Linked DNA regions of Sus scrofa: regions 1 and 2 are each linked to region 3. The links are chromatin contacts, called in public Hi-C maps. All regions are on one chromosome and are shown on one strand. Each heading gives the region's core, a stretch centred on a gene start, on an enhancer-like site or on the middle of the called end of the contact. The rest is flanking DNA. Distances are from core to core; before and after follow the strand shown.

Region 1 (3,761 bases), core at 1,069-3,568, 61 kb before region 3:
ACCCAAAGATCAGGGGCTCAGCTACTTCACTGGTGGGGACTCGTGAGACCCAGGGAGAGGAAACCCACTGAGTGTCCCACAATGGAAGAAACATTTCAGCATCCAATACTGCTTTCTATTGGACTTGAAAGCAGCACTATCAGCCTTCCTTGAAAAAAGGTCATAACCTCTCAAAAACTGTTCTCCTCTGCTCCTGAATAAGCCCGTCAAAATGCAGTTAACCTCTGTCCAAAGCCGAGCACAGACTTACCTGTCCAGTTTAGTTTGATGCTCCACTCATAAAAGAAGATAAGTTTGCCTTTACGATTGTTAATGGATGCCTCCCCATCAAGCTTATTCACTTCTGTCACCTCGCACTTGCCTTCCTCATTTTGCACCCGCACTGCCAGGAACAGTGTTTTCAGCTTATCTGTGGACCAATTTGAAGCATCCCTCTCTGTCCTGCAAAATAAAAACAAAGCTATGGACCAGCAGCCAAATGAAGGCGATTACTTACTCTATGCGAAAGCATTCAAGGCTAACAGAGGCCAGAAAGGAACACAAAACACTCAGTCCCACTCCTGCATGTCCACAAACATGTTACTCTTTCAGGAAGACCAGAGTCTTATACTGCCAATAAAGACACCTGCTGTACAGAATGATTACAAACTAAATGGAAAAATCTGCTTTCAGAGTTCCCGTCGTGGCTCAATGGTTAACGAATCTGACTAGGAACCATGAGGCTGTGGGTTCGATCCCTGGCCTTGCTCAGTGGGTTAAGGATCTGGCATTGCCCTGAGCTGTGGTGTAGGTTGCAGATGCGGCTAGGATCCTGCGTTGCTGTGGCTCTAGCATAGGCCAGCGGCTACAGCTCTGATTAGACCCCTAGCCTGGGACCCTCCGTATGCCACAGGAGCGGCCCAAGAAATGGCAAAAAGACCAAAAAAAAAAAAAAAAGAAAAAAAAAAGAAAAGAAAAGAAAAATCTGCTTTCCTTTCTCAGCAATGATAGTGCTAGGGTGGGAATTTGGTAATTTTACATGGCGCCCCCGTCTGACCAAGTGGAAAACTGTGCACAGCTTGCTGAGGTCAGGAGCACACTACTGTCTAGAGAATGCACTATTGAGCTAAAAGGTCCAGTGAGAAATAAACCAATAATTTTAACCTCATAAGCAGTATTTGACCTGTTAAATTCAAGCGTGCCACAAAATGCTCTACACATTCTGCGCCCTCTAAATAGCTAGAAAATCAATGTTAAGCCAAGGACTTTCAAAGAAACAAAAAAAAATTAAGTCAAGCACATTATGTTAAGAGGAGAAGTGGCGGGCTGAGATACAGAGAAGAAAAACTACCTACCTCCCAACTTACTAAGTAGAGAAAACAGTAAAAAGAACTACAACAAAGTAAAAATAAAGACAGTATGAACAGAGTTCAGTGGACTTAAAAGAAAACATTACTTCCAGAAGATTTCATGAAGAATGGTAGGCTTTCAAGTGGTCAGGTTATAAAACCACGATTGCCCGGCAACAAGGGGCAGTCCCTGTAATTACAATACAATCACTTAACAGTTCCGGGTGAGAGGCCGTGGCGCCTTGAGCATCACTGAACTCTAAGCACCTGCTGAACACGTTCCAAACCTTAGCCTTCTGGAGTGAGGCAGCGGTTCGCTATGACTTACTTTTAAATTCCACCCGTCAGTGGAAAAATAGAAATCCTAACCCTCCGCAGCCTAACCCTGCAATCTCCGAATACAGTCCGCGACGGTTTGGGTCTCAGTGACTTCTCCGGCCACGTGTGGGAAGCACCTCTCTGCCCAGGCTGAATACAGCTGCTAGGGGTTATGTTCTCTTATATCTGAAACCCCTCCTCTGGGGCGCAGCCCTCCACGTCGTACCCCCTGCGCCCCCCTCCGCCAAACTGAAACGGAGACCGGAGAGTAGAGGAACCTGGAACTACGGACCCCCACAACAAGAAACACCCACGCCCATCTCCGGGCAGGTAGGGATGCCTCGGCCCCAGCTTTGTCCCGGCAGAGGTTCCGGGGACCCTGTAACCCCGGCCCTGCCGTAGCGTTCCCGCGGCCTGGCCCGCTGGCCCTCACCAATGCCAGTTGTTGACGTTGGTGGCGTCCGCCCGCTCCTCCACGATCCAGCGTGGGTCGCCCTCACCCCACTTAGCCATCGGCTCGCCTATCGCGCCGCCACCAGCGCCTAAGCAGCCACAGCCACAGCCTCAGGACCGCCCGGTCCCAGCCGCCCGGCAGCGCCTGGAAACTACTAGAAGCGGCCGCAGATCCTCCTAGCTTGCTTTTCCCTCCACCCCCCGCCCCTCCCCGCCTCAACTTCCGGCTCCTCCTCCGTCCTACCGGGTACTTCCGTTCCCCCTCGTCGGACCTTAGCTTCCCACTGCTCTAGGGCTCCTGCTAACTCCTTCGGGTTATCCCGTAAAAGGCCCGAAATGCAACCCTCAACACGACCATTCCCCACCCGCAGAGACCCAAAAGACAAGTCTCACTGTTTCCCTGAACCCTTAATCTGCCCTGTTGAGCCTCATGGGAGTTGTAGTCTTCAGTGACCCTGCAAAATAACCGCGGAAGGTCGTGCAACCTGTAGAGGAAACCTCCTAAGCACGGTGCGCTGGGTGTTCTGGGAGTTGTAGTCATGAGGCCCGGAGTCTGTCCAGGCAGCGTCGGATGATCGAGGCGGCGAGAACTACAACTTCCATAATGCGATGTGGCTTCCTTTTTGACTCATGGTTCCTCCCCCTCTGCGACACCTCCTCCCGCCTCTCTCCGAGACTATCCCCTTCCGCCCCTTTTCTATGTCGCAAAGATTGTGTAGAAAGGCTGGTCCAGCGGCGGAAGAGTCTGGCGCTGACCTGAGAGGGAGGGCTCGGTGTGGAAGAGGTGAGGGTGTCCCAAACCCCTTGGGCCACGTATCTGGCTGAGTTCAGCCTCTCCGCATCCATATCTTCCCCCCTATTCTTTGAGGCGTCCCCAGACCTCCCAGGCCTGACTCTTGTTTCAGTCCCCCTGACCCCTGGGTTGGGAGCCAGTGTACACTCGGTGTTGGGGCTGCGAATGAGCCCGAACAGGTGATTTTGAACGAACTTCTGCCCCACCAGGGTTCTCCTGGGCTCTGGCCGCTTCTGTAGATCCGTGTTTCCTGGACGTGGCCCGTGGAGTCTTCCTAGTTTAAGCCACATTTCCTCGTCTCAGTTCATAGCCGCACCTTTGTAGGCCTGGCTCGGAAGATGTTAAATGAATCCGAATATGACTTCTCAGTAGCTGGCTTCTGGGGTGTTCTGAGGCAGGGAGCGTGTTGGTTGTAGATATTTTGGGGGTGTCCGTTTTCTTTTCCTTATCGTGTTCCTGTTCTCCCCTCGGATCTACTATCCAGTATTGTGGGTTCTCAGTAAACAAGTGACAAGGACAAGCCCTGAAGTATTTTAAGTCGTGCGGAAGCACCTTTCATAGTCACTCTTAAAATTGCACCTGGTGGTTTTATAAATTCTAGAACGATTAAATGATTGTCTTTTTATTTACTGAGTAGATCTTGGTTCTGATTTGATGCTGGAAGTACAAACTAGTGTCACGTGTTCATTGCCATTGCATGGTTAAAAAAGATTCCAGAAGTCCTCTGGTGGATTATTGGATTTGTTAGACATATTCTGTGCTTATTCGTAGACACTTACAGATATTTATTTTTTGTAGTATAGTAAGGACCTGCGGTCGTTTCCCCTAGAGTGATAAAAAGGACCATGCAAATCGAAGTGGAAATGATC
Region 2 (3,567 bases), core at 318-2,817, 57 kb after region 3:
CCTGTGATCACAGAATGCCACTGCCCTCACATTATCTACTTATGGGCCATCAAGAGATGTAATGGAGGGCTATTCCTGCTATTTCTCTTACCGATGCAATTAACTGCACAAACCATTTCATGTTCTTTTTGCATTTGTAGAGCAAAATTTTAAGCCCATCATCACTCCTGGAGGAACTTTTTCCAATTCAAGTATCGATTCTGATCACTCTAGCAGATAGTTATTTACTTAGAAAAATAGCCTTTTAGGAGTTCCGTGGCTCAGCAGTTAATGAACCTGACTAGCATCCATGAGGATGCGGGTTCCATCCCTGGCCTCACTCACTGGGTTAAGGATCCGGTGTTGCGGTCAGCTGTGGTGTACTCTCAGATGCGGCTCTGATCCAGCCTTGCTGTGACTATGGTGTAGGCCAGTGGCTACAGCTCCGATTCAACCCCTAGCCTGGGAACATTTACATGCTATGGGTGCAGCCCTAAAAAAAAAAAAAAAAAAAAAAAAAAAAGACAGAAAAGAAAAATAGCCTTTTATTTTTTTTCTCACTTTTGTTTTTCTTTTTAAGGCTACATCCACAGCATATGGAGGTTCTCAGGCCAAGGACTGAATCTGAGCTGTAGCTGCAGCAAGGCAGATCCTTAACCCACTATATGGGGCTGGGGATCGAAGGTGCCTTACAGCATATCCCCACTATGGTGGGAACTCTCAGATTTTATTTTTAAACCATTTCTTACACACGATTTTCAAGAAAGACTCCTATAATCCCATTTGGACGTGAAAGGGTTACACATTGTGAAAGTGGTGCTATATTCCGCCTGATGTGCCACCACCTTCCTTTGAGCTCAAATAGCGGCTCTTTCACAAACTTTAATAAGTTTCAACAGGGAGCTTATTAAACATGCAGATTCTGGGTTCCTTCCTCCAGAGATTGATACAGTGGTTCTGGGGCGGGCCCAGGAGACGCAAATTAAAACCGGTTAAGTTCCCCAAGTGATTGTGATGACGAAAAGTGCCACAGCCTCCCCTCGCCCCTAGCAATGCAAACCCCTTCAAAATGCAAACAACCCTGTAAGGCCATATGTTAACCGATTGGACCTATCGTGCGGCCTGGTCGGGAAAGAGACATGCAGTGCTGCGCCAAAAAGGGAGACGAGGGACAACGTTCGGAAGTTCTAGAAGATCGGGTAGGGGGAGAAAGGTGAAGCGCAAGGGCACCAACCAAGCCCGGGACGCTACACCTGGACGCAGCGCTGCGGGGCCAATCCTGCCTCGACCACAGGCCCCAGCGGACAGCGCGCAGGCGCAGAAAGGGGCCACCGCAGCCAACAGCATGCTGGGAGTCGCTGTCGGAGCTGGGGGCGGGGCCGAGCGGCTCACCTTTGAACTCGCCCACCCAGCAAGTAGCGCCCCCTCTCCCCTGATGCGTGGCACAGACCTTCCCCGCTTGCATCTCCTAATTCAGACGACCTTTCTTCCCGACCAGGAAACTTCACGCCTAAGACTCTGACCCGTCGACGATTTAGGCCCAGTGAGATCCCGACACGTCAGAACTTCGGTTTTCGTGTCGGTAACGTGAAGGGTTGGATTAGAACGAGCTTTTAGGGCTCTTCTGGCTGGCCCCGCCCTTTCCGCCCCGCCTCCGCCCCGGGGGCTGCTGGGAATTGTAGTTCTTTGCTCCTGTTTTCTTCCGGGCCCGGCCCGCCCGGAAGTCATGCTCTGCGCCACTGGCCGCCTCCTAGCGGCCCGGGCGGCGACCGCACTCCCCGCCCAGCCTAGAGGCCGGGGCCTGGCGCCCTGCTGCCGGCGCAGGGAACTACATTTCCCAAGGAACCCCGAGAAGTCCCTTGGTAACTTCTTGGCCGGACAGCTCGCAAGACCCAGCGCGCTTGCAGGCCGGAGGGCCATCCTGAGAAGGGTAAGGATGCCACCGGCGGTGGGCGGAGGCCTGGCAGGGTCCGAGCTGCGTCCCCGGAGGGGCCGCTGTGGGTCCCAGGCTCCAAGGGCCGTGGGCGCGGATGCGGCTGCCGAGACTACAGCGCGGAGCCCCAAACGGCCTGTTCCGGGCTCGCGGCGCTTCGAGGCGGTCGGCCAGTGGGCTCTACTGGCCCTGGTGACGCTAATGTCCTTCGCCACCCGCTTCCATCGTCTGGACCAGCCGCCGCACATCTGGTGAGTAATGGGAGGGACTCGGCACCATGGCAACTGGGAGGGAATGACGCGCCTTCTCATTGGTCCGGGGCATGGAGGGGGCGGGATTCGCAGCCCAGGGACGGGGCCGCGCTGGAAGGGAAACAGGTTTCTGGCCAGGCGCAGTCTCTATGAGAGGAGTCATTTTTGCTCTGGTGAATGGCAGTGGGATTCTTTAGGATCTGAGGAAGTAGTCACATGTCTTGTAGGTTATGCTGCAACGTCTCACCTGGCTCTCAAATTGTGGCTTTGAACTTTCCCAGGAGAATCTTAGTACAGAATTTCCTAAGGCCTGAGTTCCTCTTCTACAGTAATTCCAGGCATCAGTGGAGGGGAGCATGCCTAACTGGGCGCCTTATTCTCGACAACCGAAACAACTCGTGTGTCCAAGCGTCCCAGGACCATCCTTTGAGGAGAGACATATTTCCTTAAAGGTTTTATTTTGTAGGACTAAGTTGTGGAAGTCAAATTTCATTAAGTAAACTTTAAAGTTTCCATCAAGAAGGAGGAAAAGTTTTATACTCTCTGAAAATTGTTCATTTGTTTGGCCAAGAAGTTTGTGTGTGGAGGGGTTGGATGGGTGGGGGGGTTGAGAGGGAAGGACCAGTAAGTCTTATTTCAGATAGCTGGGAAGTAGTCTAAGGCCAATCTTTTATCCATTAGCATCTGTACATAGGTGTTTAGACTGACCTCTGATTTTTGGTGTCATTGCCAATAATTACCATGAAGTCCCTCATTTAAAAAAAGAGCGACTCCCCTGCCCAATGGAAAGACATTCCATAGCACATTCTTCCCTACATTCTAACAAATTACCTGAAGGGGTGCAGGTCACTCCAGTTCAGGATTTTTTGTTAAATTTTATTTGGATCACCATCACGTTTGATTTAGATCACTGTTAGGGTGGTTTGGTTAAGTCACATGGGCAGTGAGTGTCACTGAGTAGTTTCAGCCTCAATCACTATACAGGACAAAGGTTAAGGGCCCTAGGGTGTTGGGAGAAGCATATGAATTTATATCAGTGATGTCAGTAGGAGGTTGTGCCAGTCTATGTATTTGCACACATGTGAGGGAAGTCCATGTTTGGGCGTTAATGTTGATGTTCTCAGGTACATCAGGATAGTTCAAGACTGGCCATGTCCACAGGAGTTTTTCTGATTTCATAGCAGGATGACAGACTCAGCAATAGGTCAGATTGCAAGCTATAGCTGCCACTTGACTTAGTTGTGCTGTATTAATTTTTTGCCAGGCTGGGTGCTGGGGCTAGGAGGTGAAGAGAGCATTGTTTTCCTTACAGAGACAGCATCAGGTCCTTAACCCACTGAGGTGTAATGGGAACTCTCCGTCTGCTTTTTTTTTTTAATTTTTAATTTAATTTTTAAATTTTTT
Region 3 (3,354 bases), core at 572-3,071:
ATATACAAATATATGCATATCAGTAAAAAGGCTAAAATTAAAATCCAAATTACCTCTAGTCCATGACTCTTCTATACTCCAAAAAGTGGCAAAAGCTCAGGGAAGGGTATAGGAATAAGAGGTGAAGGAATGAGTAAAGGATTTCCAAAAAATGTTAATTTTGTACCTTATATTGAGGGAAGCCTAGCTGGCTAATCCACTCTGCAACTTCCTCTGGGCTCCATTCAAGATACTCAAATTGTAAGTGAGTATGCTTGGGGTGCCTGGTTTTTTTATGAACCAGTTTCATGGACCCTGGGGACAGATTTACAACTTCCTTTTCACTAGATGATTCTCTTAAATCCTTCCGACACTCAAAGAAATATGAGTAAAATTCATAATTGGCATCAGAAAGCTGAAACAGACTCTGGAGTTCTTTAGAAAACTCATAATCTGTATTCACTAAGTTTGCTTCACTTACTGTAAGAGACCCTGACACAGAGTCTTTTGAAACTTTTTTAGTTTCATTTAGTAACAACTTTCCGATTTGATGGTCAGAGTGCTCTAGCTCTTCCTGGTCTGCAGAATGCTTAAATTCAATTGGTTCTGGCCTAGCTTCCTTGGCAAATTCTACATGTGTCTCTTTTCCAAGTAGTGGTTCTGTATAATCTGGTAACTCCAAATCTCCCTCCTTAGTTGGCTCTGTTTGTGTCTTCTCTTGCACTTCTGGTTTGGTCTGCTGTGGTGGCATTTGATCTGTTTCCTCAGTTGACTTTCTTGGTTCTATCTTTGGAAACGCTGGGTCAGTCTCTTCTGGTGGATCTAGAACTTTCTCCACAGTTGACTTTCTTTGTGGCTCCTCTTGAACTTCTGGTTTGGCCTCTCCTGGGAGCTCTGGAACTGTTTCCTCAATTGGTTTTCTTGATTTTTCCTCAGAAAACTCTGATTTGATCTCCTCTAGTGGCTCTGACATTTTCTCTTCAGTTGATTTTCTTTGTGTGTCCTCAGCGGACAGACTTGGTTTCTCTGCTGGAATCTCTGCTTTGGCCTGCCCAGTGGCTCTGTCCTTTTCTCAGGTGACTTACTTTGTGTCTCCTCTGGAATTTCTGGTGTAGCCATCTTTAGTGGCTGTAGAGCGTCCTCTTCCATTGATTTTCGTGGTGTCTCACTTGGATATTCAGGTTTGGTCTGCTCTATAGGTTCCAGACCTGTCTCTTCATATTGCTCTCTAAGTGATTCCTCCCGAACCTCTGGTTTGGTCTCCTCTACTAACTCTAATCTTGTCTCACTCATGGTGGACCCTGGGACCGCAGACTCGGCTTCCTTTGGTAGCTCTAGGTCTGTTTCCTTAGCTGACTCTATGTGTACATCTTCTGTAACATTCGATCTGGCTTCCTCTTCTGGCTGCTCCCCCTTTTTGTCCGCAGGGACCTCCACATCCTTGAAAAGCTCTCCTCCTACCTGTCTGGATGTCTCTGACCTTACCTCTTGGGGAATCCCTAGCTCAGTCTCGTTGGAAAAGTATATCTCAGACTTGTTGGGAATCTCTTCTTCGGACACGCGGGTTGGTTTTAGGAGTGGGTGTCCTTCCTTAGCACTCTCCCATGCTCCCTCTTTGAAGTCCTCTTCCTCTGTCTCTGGCTCTTGTTCAGTCTCCACAGGTACCTCCAGGCTTCCCTCGGCCATGACGTCTGGTTCGTCATCTTCAGTCACCTTAGGAGACTCAGGCAGTTTTGCTTTCTCATACGGCAGGTTTTCATCTTCACCCAGATCAGAATCGTAATCTTCTGGGACTTCAGCCATGACGCAGCTGAGCCGACGCGCTCAGGCCTCCTAGCAACCCCAACTTCCGATAGCGTCTCTATGGATACCACGACTTCCGGCCGGGTCTCACGGAATCTTCTCCAGGTTTTGTTTGTTCTTTCAAGCCCTGACTTTACAAACCTGCGATCAGCAGCACGCAGTAACCCTCCCCGAGCCCGCACTGCCAGCCTCCGCTGGGCAGAGCTCCTCGGACCGCCCGGGGGCCGACGCGCTGCCCCTTCCGGCCCGCGGGCTCTACTCGGCTCTTCCCGGCGCGCTCCGCCTTCGGCTGTTTCCGGAGCCACTGGCGGCGAGCGGCGGAGGCGCTAACCGCGCGGGCTGCAGATGTCTGACCCGCAGGTCGCTGAGGGGCCGGGCGTCTGGAGCCCCGCAGCCCCCCGAGGGCCGGCGCGCGGCGTCGGGGACGGCCTGGGAGTGGAAGGGAGCCAGGCAGCCGCCTCAGGTACGAAAGGCTGGGGCGCCGGCGGGTGGGTGCCTTCCGGCCTCGGGGCCCCGCACCTCGGCGCGAGGCTTGGCCGCGCTCTGCCTGCGCTGCCCGGCGGAGTGGACCGGCCTGGGCAGCCTCTGCGCGCGTGGAGCCCCTGCCTTCGCTCCTGCCCGGGCCCCACTCCCCCGTCCCGCGACCCCCTCTCCTGCCACCTCCCGGGCCTGGTCTTCGCTCGCAATTATTTTCAACTCCTGTTTCGAAATGTCTTGGTTCCTGCTCCGTTTCCCTTCTTAGATCAGCCCGGATGGTAGTGACAGGGCTGCTCTGTTCCTGGCGACTCTTTAGCTTCAGCGCGCCCTTTCATCACTCCTGGGCTGCCGGCCCCAACCCACCGGCTCTCAGCCCCCTGCTTCTGGCTCCCTCTCCGGATCCACCTCTGTCCCAGGTCCCAGCCTTTCCACGCGCTTCTCTGCCCCCATCCGAATAGGCAGCCTCTCCTCCTTCTGTCCAGAACCCCACTTGCTCTAGCCTTCCAGCACATAGGCCCCCGTGCCTCACCTCGCATCCATCCTCTCCGTCTCTCAGGGTAGGGGAGATGAAAAGCAGAGTTGGAATAGGTAGGCTCTGGGGTCTTTTGAATGAACATAGCGGCCAGAGCAAAGGCAGGAAATAGAGGCTGAGGTAGGAACTTTGGCGACCTCCCTCATTCTCCAGGACCCTCGTCTTCTTGTTAGAGCCTGTCTCATTTCCACCCACGCTAGTTTCTCCGTGTGGATTACTTCATTGTCAGTGTCCAAAAGCGAAGGTGTCCAGCAATCACACTTTTACCTTTCAAGCTTCCACACATGATGCAACTAAAAGGATGCCTGTAGGGGAAAGAACTGGTCTCACTTAGTAGCAAGTGTAAATTTAATGCCCAGTTCTGAAGTTAAAACAGACATCATAAAGTGGATCGATAGAGCTGGTGCCATGGTGCCTGGTTGGAGTCTGAATCTTTAAGGTACTTGGGCAAGTCACTTCTCTGTTTCCTCACCTATAAATTGTGGGCGCTGATGATACCTGCCTAATAAGATTGCTGGGAGGATTTCAGGAACTACTGTGTATGAGGCACTTGGTGCCTGGCC

The links. Hi-C and Micro-C count contacts between places; a contact is called where the count stands out from the background.
Region 1: a contact with region 3 is called in a Hi-C map of skeletal muscle, with 5 times the contacts expected there. The contact joins the promoter of AHSA1 here to the promoter of SAMD15 in region 3. A contact is called at or near these places in 6 of 47 Hi-C or Micro-C datasets (alveolar macrophages, heart right ventricle, liver and 1 more) and 1 of 2 datasets of contacts at active chromatin or transcription factors (alveolar macrophages).
Region 2: a Hi-C map of skeletal muscle shows a contact between it and region 3, with 8 times the contacts expected there. The contact joins the promoter of GSTZ1 here to the promoter of SAMD15 in region 3. A contact is called at or near these places in 2 of 5 promoter capture datasets (fetal liver and liver), 7 of 47 Hi-C or Micro-C datasets (alveolar macrophages, brain, heart right ventricle and 2 more) and 1 of 2 datasets of contacts at active chromatin or transcription factors (alveolar macrophages).

The regions. Positions count from the first base shown.
Region 1 is chr7:100,509,153-100,512,913 of Sscrofa11.1, reverse strand. AHSA1 (activator of 90 kDa heat shock protein ATPase homolog 1) reads right to left here and starts at 2,318. Exons shown (of 9, transcript XM_001928890.6): 1 at 2,080-2,318; 2 at 251-441. The coding sequence starts at 2,159. VIPAS39 (spermatogenesis-defective protein 39 homolog) reads left to right here and starts at 2,750. Exons shown (of 20, transcript XM_003356755.4): 1 at 2,750-2,883.
Region 2 is chr7:100,390,272-100,393,838 of Sscrofa11.1, reverse strand. It overlaps GSTZ1 (glutathione S-transferase zeta 1), which reads right to left and starts at 1,567. Exons shown (of 9, transcript NM_001243638.1): 1 at 1,430-1,567. The coding sequence starts at 1,444. POMT2 (protein O-mannosyl-transferase 2) reads left to right here and starts at 1,675. Exons shown (of 21, transcript XM_001926162.6): 1 at 1,675-2,163. The coding sequence starts at 1,706.
Region 3 is chr7:100,448,025-100,451,378 of Sscrofa11.1, reverse strand. It overlaps SAMD15 (sterile alpha motif domain-containing protein 15), which reads right to left and starts at 1,821. Exons shown (of 5, transcript XM_013989196.2): 1 at 1,038-1,821; 2 at 167-1,035. The coding sequence starts at 1,782. TMED8 (protein TMED8) reads left to right here and starts at 2,029. Exons shown (of 6, transcript XM_003356761.4): 1 at 2,029-2,245. The coding sequence starts at 2,128.